2 separate regions of the Gasterosteus aculeatus genome follow, and region 1 is linked to region 2. A link is a contact called in public Hi-C data. All regions are on one chromosome and are shown on one strand. Each heading gives the region's core, a stretch centred on a gene start, on an enhancer-like site or on the middle of the called end of the contact. The rest is flanking DNA. Distances are from core to core; before and after follow the strand shown.

Region 1 (6,470 bases), core at 455-2,954, 93 kb after region 2:
TATAGCTACTTTTTCTCAATGTAATTATTTTTGGGGGTTTTACCCTTATTTGCTTAGTTTACCTTAATAGAAGTCATTGGAAATATCGACACACGTAGAAGTGATTGCACGGAAGGAAACGCAGGAGGAAAAGCCCTTTTTTTTTCAGATTACACTAGAGATGAGAATCTCTCTCATAATCAAAATGGGAGCTTAAGCTAACCCTGTACTTTTGAAGAAAAAAAACACATGTTTCTACACAAAAACAAAAAAAATCAGCACCTAAACTGATGTAATTTCAGGGAAATAATAAATGCAAAAATTTCACTTAATCTTATGATAGGGTTTCTGTGGTTAGACCTCTCTTTACCTAGATATGGGGAAGTGAAAAAAGAGGGAGTCAGTTCTGTATATTCTGATTCACTCCGCTACCTAGCTAAGATTTGACAGATCTCTGTTTCCCTTGACAACGGCAGCCTTTTTTCAAGGATGTTGGACTCTTCTCGTTGGCGGCCAGCAGCTCCAGACTGTTTTTCTGGTTCGGGAGCTGCCAGTTCCACACTTTCAAGGTTGATGAACACGATTGTGCGCATTTAAATGTACAGGGCAGCTATTAGTGTGGCCCCCACCACACACACACATCAAACTATATGCCTGATGTCCAATTTTTTAAAGGTTTCAATGTTATCATTGTTGCCCTGTGAGTGTGTGTGCATGTGTGTGTGTACAGTATGCTTTGTTATGCATGGTGGTTATCCTTTGCGTTACTAGGATGGCACTGACTGCTAGACGTTCCTGCAGAGAACTGTAAAAACTAATTTGTGGATGAGTTTCATTCTGTTCCACTCCGACCCTGCAGCCATTTGGCTGAGACTGGAGCTCATTTGTAAAATGTATTTTTAATATAATTTTTTTTTTGTGGCCACGCCCCATTGCCCTCTACAGACCAGCCGCCGCTGGCTAGGAGTTAACTAAGCTTACATGCAGCTGTAAGGTACAATTTTGAAGGTGCAGGTGCTTAACTTTTCTCCTTTTCACTCTTTCATGTAATACTTATTCTCCATAACATTTATCTAAGAGATGGAAGTACTAGTTACTAGTTCACATGTAAATTATGATGTATTCATCCCCACAAATAGCTCCTCATTTTGTTTTTGGAATAATCAAGTTTTATTTGATTATAATTTGAGTGCAGCCACCACTGAAGTCCTTGTCAGTTCTTTTTCTATTTCAAATGTTAGATAAACATTTGAAATAGAAAAGTTAAAATACTCTTTGTGCCATAACAGTGTTTAGGACATAGCAATAGCCAGAATTGTATATTAAAGATTGAAGCTTTTGTGCTCTTAAATTGAATTGCCGAGATTATATAAAGTACTTCAAAGTAGCTGCACCTCACAAGAGCAAATCCATTTTCGTAGTAAGACATTTTTACTTTTAATGCCTTAAGTAAATTCAGCAGAAGATACCATAGTAGGATTTATTGCAAGCCTTTTACTCTTAAAGACTTATTTTGTATTGCTATATTGTTGTTTAATCAAAGCATCTGCAAACTGAAGTGAGACAATCCTCCCTGCACAAGTAAAAGTGAGGTAGTTTTTGTATTTTTTTATCCCACGTCGATCCTTTTTTGTTTCCCCATAACTTGCTCCATTCTCACTGGCCGTGCTCGGTCACATGACCAGCCATCAGGCAGATTGTATTGCAGAATGCTCCCATTGACTCGACTGTAACTGCGTGTTGGCAGTACAGAAGTGGAGCCAGCAGGGTTTGCAGGGGCCAGATGTGTGGCCTGCAGTAGGATAAGAACACATTGACACCTTGTGGCTGAAACGAGAACTGGCCTTTGTAAGAAATTATCAATATTGTTTCCAGAATATTTCATGCATTGATATTAAGATGCGTCTCTAAGTCTCCTCAGTGACTCCTCAGTGATCCCTGCTGTCCCTTACTGGGTCCGTCTCTGCACCAGTCGGCTTACTACAGTCTCGCAGAAGTTCAGTTTTCATGTCACAAAGACAATGTCCGTGTATTTGCAAATAAGGTTGTGTATGAGTCATACTTTGGTCCAATACACATTAGATCTGCTTTGGTCTCCAACTCCTTCATGTAAATATCTGACTCTTTAGCAGCTTGATTGCTCATTAGATTAATTAGATTCAGCTCGTCAAAGTGCCACAGATGGTAAGTGACTCTACGCTTGTTACATAGGGTCTTTTCAAAATATACTTCCACCATGGGTGCTTGATTTTCGTGTTTAATGACGGCATTAGGATTTTTAAAAAGAGTGGGCTTTAAATATTATTGTTGCGTAATTGGTATTGTGAATGAGGTATAAAAAGATGCCGGTTTCACACAGGACATGGATTGCGTTCTCCTGGGTGAAAGTCCCGGGTTACTGGGCCTCATCCACCTAACCCTTTCCACACGTTTTGACGCCAAGTGGGCACCGCCCCCGGGATGGTAATTGTGTTGTGAGGGAGGACGGGTTGGATTGACAGCTAGTTTTCCTGCTGCTGGATGCTGCTGGATAAGAGCAAAGTTTTGTGTGGCTTGAAAACCTAAATAGATTTTGGGAGGAACCGAAGAGTCGATCCTTCTCTGTGCATTTCACACTGTGACATCAGTGATTTGATCAATTGTTAACACATAAATGACAATACATGCAGCTTTAAAACCAAACTCTAGGTTACATGATGTAGACATAAAATATTTTGTCAGGGAGCTCTTCTAAATTTGTGTCGCTTTAGTAGTACGCAAATCCGTGGGGACGTGCTCTGCTTCCTTTTTTTTGGGGAGGAATCCGAACCAGCAGTTATTCAAATGTTTTCTCCTCCCTTTCATATGTGTATTGTAAAATCAAACTGCTTATCAGACAATTTCTCTCTGGTGGTGTATTATGGTTATAAGTATTATTGAGCAATTGACAAATTACTGTCAAACAACTCCTATGCAAAAAAAAAGAAATTCAAATAAAATCCCAGACTACAGCTTTCACTGAGGATGCTTCAGTTTCTGCAGTTCTCAGCTTCTAGTAGATGTTGATGGGTGTATTGTGTAGAACTTGAATTCAAAAGTACGAAACAGCGCTCCTCTTATCTCATCCTTTTCCACTGAGGTCAAAAATGTACTCTAAATGAAACTATTGTAAAGAAATGCATATACTGTATACATGTATATGGATACTATATGATCATATTTATTATTTACATGCGTTGATGGATAATGCACATGTTTTCTTAACTGTCCTCTGCCTTAACTATAGTAGCTGTAGAACAGGGACATCTGTTAGACAAAACCGGTGTCACTACACATTATTTCTTGTTCTTTCCTCTCTAAACGTGCTGACTATTTACTAAATGTGGCTCTGCGTTCGATAGAATGAAGACGATGCCGCTTGCGCATATGTGTCTCCTTGCTTTGTTCTTTTTACAGGAATGATAATGATGTACGCCTTTATTCGTGTGGATGGTGCCTTGTTTGGCGTTGGAGATTTTTTTTAAAAATCGTATGTATTTTCACACCCTTCCCCTGTCGATGTTATGTCTTCTTCTCTCCTCATTACTATGTAGTATATTGTACTCTACGTAATGTGGAACACTAGCAGCGAAATAACCGTGTGTTATTCCAGTCTCAATCCCTAAAGACAACTTTCTTTCTTTTCTCTTGTCCTTCCACATTATTGACGCGCAAGTATGTTTTGAAAAGCTGTTAAGACAACGCATTTTAGAGATTTTCTCATTGGGATACGATAATTGTCTTTTTAATGCACTGTTATTGTTAAGCTTTGAAGTGGTAAATAAAAATAATAATTTAATGTTTGTTGTTTAATGTCACGCTTTTGACACTAGGTTACAATGCCGTGTGTGTGTGTTCCTCTTTTTTGATACTGCTGCACTTGTCTTGACAAAAAAGTAATGTATATTCATTTTATATATTTTTTGGTCTCACAGACTTTTGCTGCAGCTAATCAGTGTGGCTGATCTGTTTCGCGACTTCATCACACCCAGGGATGACTGGATACAGCACAGTCATCTTTAACATGTATTTGGCATGTTTGTTGTATTTTTTGATGTAATCTTTTAAACTAAAGATCAACTTAGTAGCTTTTTTTTAATTCATCACATGAGCCGCCACCATCACAACAAAGGTGCAAAGGGACTTTAGTTTGTGGTGGTCACAAAATTGAAAAGTCACGTTAACAATGAATCATTTCAATTGTAGTCTATAAGTGCAGTGTATTGTATTCCACCTGCATCCTTGTTACTATCTATTAGTAACAAAAGACAGATGTCATCAAATGACCATCCACAAAAACTAGGACCGTTTTAAAACATGTTGATACTGATGATACTTCTTTTCAATATCTCAAGAGGCAAACGGGAGGGTTTTCTGTATTTTAAGACATTTACGAGCAGAAGGTAGTTCATTACAGGGAACAGGTTGTTGTCTTTTTCGTCATAACGAATACGATTCATGGTTAAAGGACATAAAGAATAACCAATATTTTTTCTACATTTTTTCAGCTTTTGCTTAATCCTGTCTCCGTTCGCAACAAACTCTAATAACACCATCCCTCTCTCTGGAGCTCCAACTGACGTTTCTGCCGCCATACTGGTGTCACATGACCCAATACCAAGCCGGCCGGATGAGGGGATGGTATGGTTCTGTCCATAATATCCTCAGACACTAATAACAATGTGAGCTGATCAATGGCAACAACAAGCACTTTTATTGAATGCACTTTGACTCATTATATTAAGCCCAATTTGGTCACTTAGACTTTAGAGTAAAACAAATCCATGAAAGCAGGTTTAAAGTAACGTAAAGCGTTGAATTTGAAAACAGAAAAAAGATGGAACATACAGCATGACGTAGGTATTAAAACTCAACATAAACGCAACAGTAGAGCCACCGTTAGCTGTACATTCTCAGAGACTTAAACACTGCATATCAGCACCCAGCTGCTGATCCTAATGGTGTTTCTGAAGGTTACACGCGCACACACGCACACGCGCACACACACACACACACACACACACACATTACACAAGAGTGCGCCTGGATGATTCAAGCACTTAAATCCACCAACAAGACATTCCACAGGATGTGTCAACTCAAGTGAGCGCTACACTCAGTTCTCTTTATGGGGCTGGTGGGTTTTGACGAGTGAAACCGGCGCGGGCAAGCTGAGACTTGGCCGGGCCTCGTGAGTTCTGGCACAGCTCGCTGATTCGACGGCCTCGGCCCCGCAGCGTTGTTGCCGCCACTCGAAGGAAGTATATTGCTTTGGAGGGAGCTCATCAAAACGTGTTAAGGCAGATGATCCCATTTGGTGAGAGGCACCAAAACGGGTATAAAGTCAGCCTTGACCCCGACGGGCAGCGGTGTTGCACTGGAAGCAGACAGAGACCAGGGTGCCTCTGCACTTCATAGTTTGTTACTGCCACTTCGTTGCCTGTCATACCGGCGCTGTGGAAGATAAAACGCATCTAAACACGTCCTGAGGTTTCCATTCGTCCTGGATAGAAACACTTAGTTAGTTTAGTTTGGTTGATTTCATCCACGACTTTTCCATTAGCTGCGTGCAGGTACATGCAACTAACAGAATATATTATGGCATAAAGCCTGACATGATACAACCTGATGTAATATGTCGTCAGACCAACATCATTCCAACCAAACACACTTTAATATAAAGGCTTAGTCCACTCATAATAGAAAGAAGAACATGAACCATAGCTGATGCATAAAGGCCCACGGACCACCATTAAAAAATGAGCTTGGCCATATTTTCCATTCTTCTTATTGTCAAAAGATTTTATAAAGACAGAAAAAATGTGTGTTGTTGCAATTTGTGTTACTGTAACAATGGACATCTTTAAAAAGTGGGTTTTAAATATTTGATTTCTTTATAGTTTTGGTGAAGGCTCTGTAATTTTTGAAAAAGTGCCACACACTCTAGTTTTTGTCAAATTATACTCAAACAGGAGGAAATAGTGCTTTTATTGGGGCACTATTTTCACCAGCGTATTCCCCCATGTTCAGAGCTCCAGGGAGCATTCGTGAAAGCAGAACGGTGTGCGTGGGATTTACTCACAGTAAACGGTAACATGTGTTCATGGAAAGGAAGTCACCCCGTGTGGCTCACTGATGTGTAGTCAATATTTTCTGGAGAACAATGTTGCTGTATGGCGGGGAGGAAGAAGACATAGCAGGCATTGACACATGCACACAAATCAGTTTGGGGCTTTTCATTGGATTTTATTGGCAGAAGAAGAGATGCGGTGTAAGGAAATGCTGTATAAGTGCAGTCCGTTTACTTTCTAAAGTAAACCTATTAGCTCAATAGTTTCAGATTGCTGAACTAAAGGAGCAGTTACTCTCTCCACACTGAAGCATTCCAGAGTGTAAGGGGGCATCAGAAGGACTCATGTCAACATGACAACAGAATGTCCTATGTTAGTGGGATATGCAGATAGATAGCTGTA
Region 2 (6,301 bases), core at 3,257-5,756:
GCGTCGTTCCAGTGGTCAGCCTCGTTGTCGTCGTCCTCCTCCGCCACAGAGTCCAGCAGCGCCTGGCGGGTTTCACTGTCGTCTGCATCGGGCTGGCTCCTGGCGCGGGGCTTCCTGCTCAGGCTGCTTGGGGCCGAGGCCAGCTTGTACATGACTGGGAAGAGGATGGAGGTAAACGTGGCGGTGATTAGCGACAGGTACATGAGTACGGGCTGGTCGTGGAACTTCCCTAGCAGGAAGCCCACAAGAGCAGGAAGCACCATCTCGCCCAACGCCGCCCCCACCACAAAGGCGGCCGCGGTTCGCCCCGTCAACGTGGTGTACTGCTCCACCCAGGAGATGCCGCTGGGGAAGGTGGTGGCCATGGAGGCCCCGTACAGACCGCTGCAGACCCACAGGGCCACCCTCTCCTTGCTGAAGAGGCAGAGCAGCAGAGAGGACAGGGTGGAGCCCACCAGGCTGAGCAGGATCATGGTGCCCGGGTACATGCAGGCCGCAAAGAAGATGGCCAGCCCCCTGCACGCGGCGAACGCCGCCCAGAACAATGAGTTCAGCCCGGCCGCCTCAGACGGGTTCATGCCGGCGTAGTCCTTGGCGAAGGTGAAGATAAAGGAGCCATAAGCCACCTCGGCACCTACGTAGGAGAAGAAGAAGAAGAAGAGCAAGGCAATAAGAGCCACGTGATGTTTGGCGACCAGGGGCTTCGGCACCGCCGACTCCCTGGCTCGGTCGCGTGCCCCGCCGCTGCGGCAGTAAAGGACGAAGAAGAGGAAGGCGACGAGGCAGATGTAAGAGCCGATCACGACATAAGCCCACATGGATTTGAGGGTGCTGCTGTGGCTGATCTGCTTTCCGTGGACGTCAGGCGTGGAGTTGGAGTTGGTCAGTGCGATTCCCGCGCTGCTGTTGGGCCCAAACAGCAGCTTGGCGATGATCGGAGACACAAAAGCCCCGGCCGCAAAGCTGAAGTGCAGCGCCTGCATGTGAGGACCCGCATGCTCGCCCCATGTATTCAGGATGAGGACGTTGCCACCTGACGGAGACAGGATGCAGTAGACGGTGATTAACGTATATAAAACGAATTATAATTGTGAATGTGCTCTTTCAGAAGGTTGAATTGTCATGGACACAGAAGTTAAGTTTGTCTTCAGGTATTGAAGGTCAAAGTCAAAATTATTATACATTTAATAAGGGTATATCAAAGTGCTCTAAAGTACACAAAGGCAGGGTCCTGTTCCTCGTACGTGGCCAATCAAATGTCCCATTATCCAGCTCAAATCAACCCGACTTGGTTTCTCAAAGGCTGATCTGCTCTCTAAATCTTGTTAATTTGAACCAAACATTAGTCATCAGGATAATTGCGCGTGCATGTCCTACTTCAAAAGGGGGATCACTAAACAGTGGTTTTCTAAGAGTACAAAGCCAAATAAACTCAAAGGAAGAGCCTCTTTTTTCTCCGCTGATCATGAGCGCATAATGAGGAGTTCAAGACCCGATTATGTATATTTGAATCATCATCGCTGACACTGTACAAAAATGTCAGTCGGTGAGGTGGTGTAAGACTTTAAAAGCTCAACGATGTGTGTGTGGTGTTCACCATGTACAAATCGAGAAATGATTGACGACAGCATTGATAGCGCTTGTAGAGTCATCGTGATGTTGTAACGGATAATCTTGGAGAACTCTCTCCCTATAAAACGTTAATGTTACTAATAACGCTCCTTTATCAATGCGGAAGGGAGCTGCCCTTTTTTTCTGGGGGAGAGGCGAGTTTTATCCAGCTGACTCAGCTTGCACCAGAGCATGTAATTGATAATTATCCGGCGAACTCAGTTGGCCATGTACGAGGAACATGGCGCAAGTTGGGTTAGATTTAGAATAATGTGTGCACATAAATAAGTCACTGATGCCCTCAAACTAATATCTGGAAAGAAATCATCTCATATTGTTGAGAAGAGCAAAGATAACAGAATTGAGTTGTAGCTGTGATACACAAACGCAAGTATCTGAAAATACAGACTGTTAATCCCAAGAGAGCCGACTAGCTGCTAGTGGGCTGTTTAGGATGACATCAGGAACAGCTTGTGCATTCAGCAGTTACAGGTAGATTTGCTTCAGGGGTTGGTGAAGACCAAACAGAGCTAAAAGTAACGCGTGTCAAGGTGGAAACCAATGCGACTGCATGAATGTCTCCAGCTGTCAGCAAATTTTACACAGCGTATTGTTCTCAACGGAAAGTAGAGAAGGTCAAAACAAGTTCAAACAAGAAAAAGTTCCCAATACGTTCATCTAAACACATGGAGAGGAAACCCGCTTTCATCAGGTAAAATAATTCAGAGGTCTTAGGGGTGCATTGATTGTGTTGGAACTAATAATAACTACTAGCTAATTATATTATTATGGACTATATATGCAAATGTGTCGTGTTACCTGTATCCAGAATACCCATCGATATGCCGATGCTGGACATGAGCCCAGTGAGGAGCAGAGCCTGCTTACAGAAGGGGATGACACACATTCCAACTGACGTCATCAGCATGGAAAAACCTGAAAGGCAACACAATAAGAGGTTTAATTAATCCCTCTCTTTTATATCTACACCATATACGAGCCGGCTCCTCCTAGATGAAGGGTTACCTAGCAGGAGGTGGGGGTTCATGCAGTCGAAGAGAAGTCCACCGAAGAGGGAACCCCCGATGTAGCCCGCCGAGCGACCAACAAAGATGTAGGAAATATTGCTGATGTTCTTCTTCACATTCACAGCCAGATCCTCGAATGTGGGGCCGAGAACAGAGATACTCATCCCCTAGAAACACGGGAAAGCAGCAGGAGTTACAACGAGAGAGTATATTAACTGGTATTCTGCACATTAAAAAGGACATAACTACCCCTGGAAAACCAAACAAATGCTATATGTACCCAACTGTCAGAGGCCAACAGGTTGTTAATTGGTAAGAATAGCAATGGTGGATATTTACACTGGCCTCCTTGGTCACTACTAAATGGAACCAACACTTTCTGGCAAATTTACAGGACTTAAAGGTGCGTACAGTATGTAAAAGTGCAATAGCGGCTTTATGTATAAGCTGAATAGAGGTGAAGCAGGGTCTGTGTACATTTACAGAGGAGCAAGTTTTGCGTCTATGTAAATCTGTTGAGGATCCTGCAACATTCATTTGAGCAAACTGGGTGAAGCACATCGCAGACTGATCCGGCGTGGATGTCTGACCAGCTGCTTCTGATGCAGTAGAGGCCATCATTAAAAATAACGTGAAACGGTGGTATATTCTAGGGGTCGTCGTGGCGCAGGGGGTGAGCGCTGGGAACCGCAAGGTTGGTGGTTCGAGTCCCGACTGCCCCATGTCTCAAGTCGAAATATCCCTGAGCAAGACACCTAACCCCTAATTGCACCCCGGGCAAAATGTAAAAGTCATGGGTTTAAAGTGTAATGTAAGTTGCTTTGGATAAAAGCGTCTGCGAAATGACCTGTAATGTAATGTATTAAACAGGCAGCAGATCACTAAGGTTTGTGGACACTGGCTAAGAACACCTGTTTTGAGGTTAATTTTACCTTGTGGCCCTAGAATGAAGAAACAAAACATAGTCAACCTAACGGAATTGTGCTCCTTGCCGTGGCAGGGTATTAGCAGTATTAATATCTAACATGTACCACATTCTGGTGGCGTTAACTGAAGGCCGGAGGAAACTGACGAATACGTTTTCATGACACACGTCCCTTGGAAAAAGCTAACGAGTTACAGCAGTCCCTTCTACGCATACCAAGCCCAGAAAGGATGCACAGAGCACCAGGGTGACCATCCAGCCCGCTCCCTGTCCGCCGACCACCTCCATCCGGCCGCCCGCTTCGCGTCCGCCCCGTTCTCCGCCGACCACCTCCATTCGGCCGTCGCTCCCCGGCTTCGCCCGCTTCTTGGCCGCCTTCAGCGCGCTCTTCAGCCCCCTCCCGGTATCCTTCCCCTTGTCGAACAAGGTGTCCTCCTCCTGGTCGTTGTCAACGTCATCGTTGTCCTCCATGCTGGCGAAGCGAACGTGCTTCTTTTTGACGGTGTCTCGCACGGCGGAGGAGGACATCCCCGTCGGTTGATCACGCTGCCGGAACACCGTTAAAGGCGCGGATGCGGCAGCGATCGCCGCCTGATGGCGGTGCTTCGGCTTCTTGACGATCTTCCGCGCTTCCTGTTTGTAGAGCTGTCGGTGCTGCGTCGTTCAGAGGTTTTCTTTGGACCCCGCTGCACCGGTCGCACGGGGGACATTCAAGATGGCAACACCAAAGGTAGAGCTGCTGGATCACATCGATCGTCTATTGACACCGAGTCTCACCTGGCGGGGAGAAATTACCCACCTGCTGAATGAAGCGAATAGTAGAACTAGACTGTGACTGGTCAATTCTCTCTAATTAGGACATGTTGGCCTATTATGGGGATACAGATAATATTACAGTAATATTCATCTACTAGGGATGCAATGTTGTGTGCTGGCGTTAATTGTAAGATGGCCCATGGGAGAGATCTCTGACACTACTGCTGCCTCCTTGTTAGGCACTGCTAAGCCTAGCACTGTGGTGTCTTTGATTGACATATTTTCTTAGATCATAAATCAGTTATTTATCGACTGCAGTGTGTATTAATTGCTCTAGGTTGGTTGGACAGCATGTTGTTTCTGTCCTCGACTGCAGTTAGATACAGCATCAGTGTTTACATTTCCAATATCTCAATTTACCAAAATTCGAACAGAACAATACTTGCAACAACACCGACGGTCAATTTGGGTTATTTTTTCCCTGAATTCAGAGCAGTGTGAGACCTCTTTGACACAGATCCGATGCTACAGGAAGTACCAGCCACAGAAGACATGGCGGCCTCTAGTGGTAAGAGCGACAAAGTGCAGAAATGGCCTGAAGCATCGGAGTTTATACCTGATATGAACTTTCTCTATCCTTAATTTACCTAGAAATATAATATTTGACCCCACATGAGATCACAAAGAAGCAGTCCTTAATCAGTTCATAAATCGGTGAGAGATATCTGACGAATCTCGGATCATGTTTAGTTTTACTGCACTTGCACTTAGCCCCACTTTATGGGATATGTATTTATAGCTATGCTTTGCATCTATAGTAATAAAAGTTGATTCAACACTGAATTTTAGTGGATGTGTGTAGCTGCCAGTCACAATTGTGTAGACACAAATTAAGAGAGTCACAGAAAATGTAAAAACTTGATTTTTTCTTTTTTACTTCCTGGAGAATGCTGAAATTCTGATTGCTTTTACAAAATATTACATTTTGTAGTTCAGCCGCACATCTTGCAGTAACTAGGAAAGATAGAATATAGTAATCTTTTAGTAAAAACATTTTTGAGATTATGAGAGCATATAAAACAACAAAAATTAAGGAAAAATGCTGCTAAAAATGTATTCATTCCTATCTGAAATGTTACAGAAGTGAAAACAAAAATAAAAAGAGCCAGTTATGGGGGGTGAAACAATAACAGCAAATTCACAAAGAAAGGCTGAGGCGGACAAGAAAAGCAGTCAAAAAACAAACTTACGTCATACATGCACATCGTGACACAAAAAATAAAGATAGGGTTTAAGTTGAAAGGCAATAGATTCCATCATAACATTTAAATACATACATGGCTCTGAGAAAACATATTACAAATGCTCATTTGTTTTAAAGTTTAAAGGGCATTTAAGGTTCTAAGCAGTAAGCACTTCATTAAAGAGCAACGCTTTGGACGGCTAGCTTTGGGAGTTTATTTAGCTTTTCTTTTTTTGGGGGGTGGGGGTTGTTGCGAGTCACTCCGCTCAAACGTGAACGCTGCTGTCATGTAGAAAGAGGGACCAGCATCAGAGGTAGCGAGTGGCCCAGGGCACCAGAGGAGGGGCGGAGAGGACTATGAGGGAGGTGGCGCTGACAGCTCCGTGGGGGAACAGCAGCAGCAACCAAACAGGATTAACACACTTTCAGTAATTTTTGTACAATTTTGGTCTTTGTTAAATTCAGTTTAAGGCTTCAGGCAAATGCCAACTGCAAAAATATAAATAGAATATGAAAGCATTAAAAGCATGAAAAAAGCTCCTGCCTCAGAGGCTAACGGCCGGGGAAGAGAGAATTATTAACTTGACTTTACTGCCTAATGGTCACGTAGTCAAAAGATGCATGTGTAGTACGATGCCTATAGAGGTGAAGAAATACACATCCACCACTATTTGTTTTTATTGTTGGTCCTTTTAAGAGATCATCAGGAGATCGGTCGTTGACATGGCAACGGTTATT

Evidence for each region. Hi-C and Micro-C count contacts between places; a contact is called where the count stands out from the background.
Region 1: a Hi-C map of whole body shows a contact between it and region 2, with 2.8 times the contacts expected there. The contact joins the enhancer-like site here to the promoter of slc60a2b in region 2. A contact is called at or near these places in 2 of 6 Hi-C or Micro-C datasets (skeletal muscle and whole body).

The regions. Positions count from the first base shown.
Region 1 is chr18:4,769,842-4,776,311 of fGasAcu3.hap1.1, forward strand. It overlaps cdk19 (cyclin dependent kinase 19), which reads left to right. Exons shown (of 13, transcript XM_040161480.2): 13 at 1-2,946. Among protein-coding and RNA genes, the nearest start is that of tab2, 15 kb to the right of the region's middle. Within about 2 kb of position 1,705, at least 8 of the 9 cell types and tissues checked have open chromatin away from gene starts, as enhancers often do.
Region 2 is chr18:4,673,580-4,679,880 of fGasAcu3.hap1.1, forward strand. slc60a2b (solute carrier family 60 member 2b) reads right to left here and starts at 4,507. Exons shown (of 4, transcript XM_040161231.2): 1 at 3,781-4,507; 2 at 2,638-2,806; 3 at 2,431-2,547; 4 at 1-1,033. The coding sequence starts at 4,092. It overlaps slc16a10 (solute carrier family 16 member 10), which reads right to left. Exons shown (of 6, transcript XM_040161232.2): 6 at 5,234-6,301.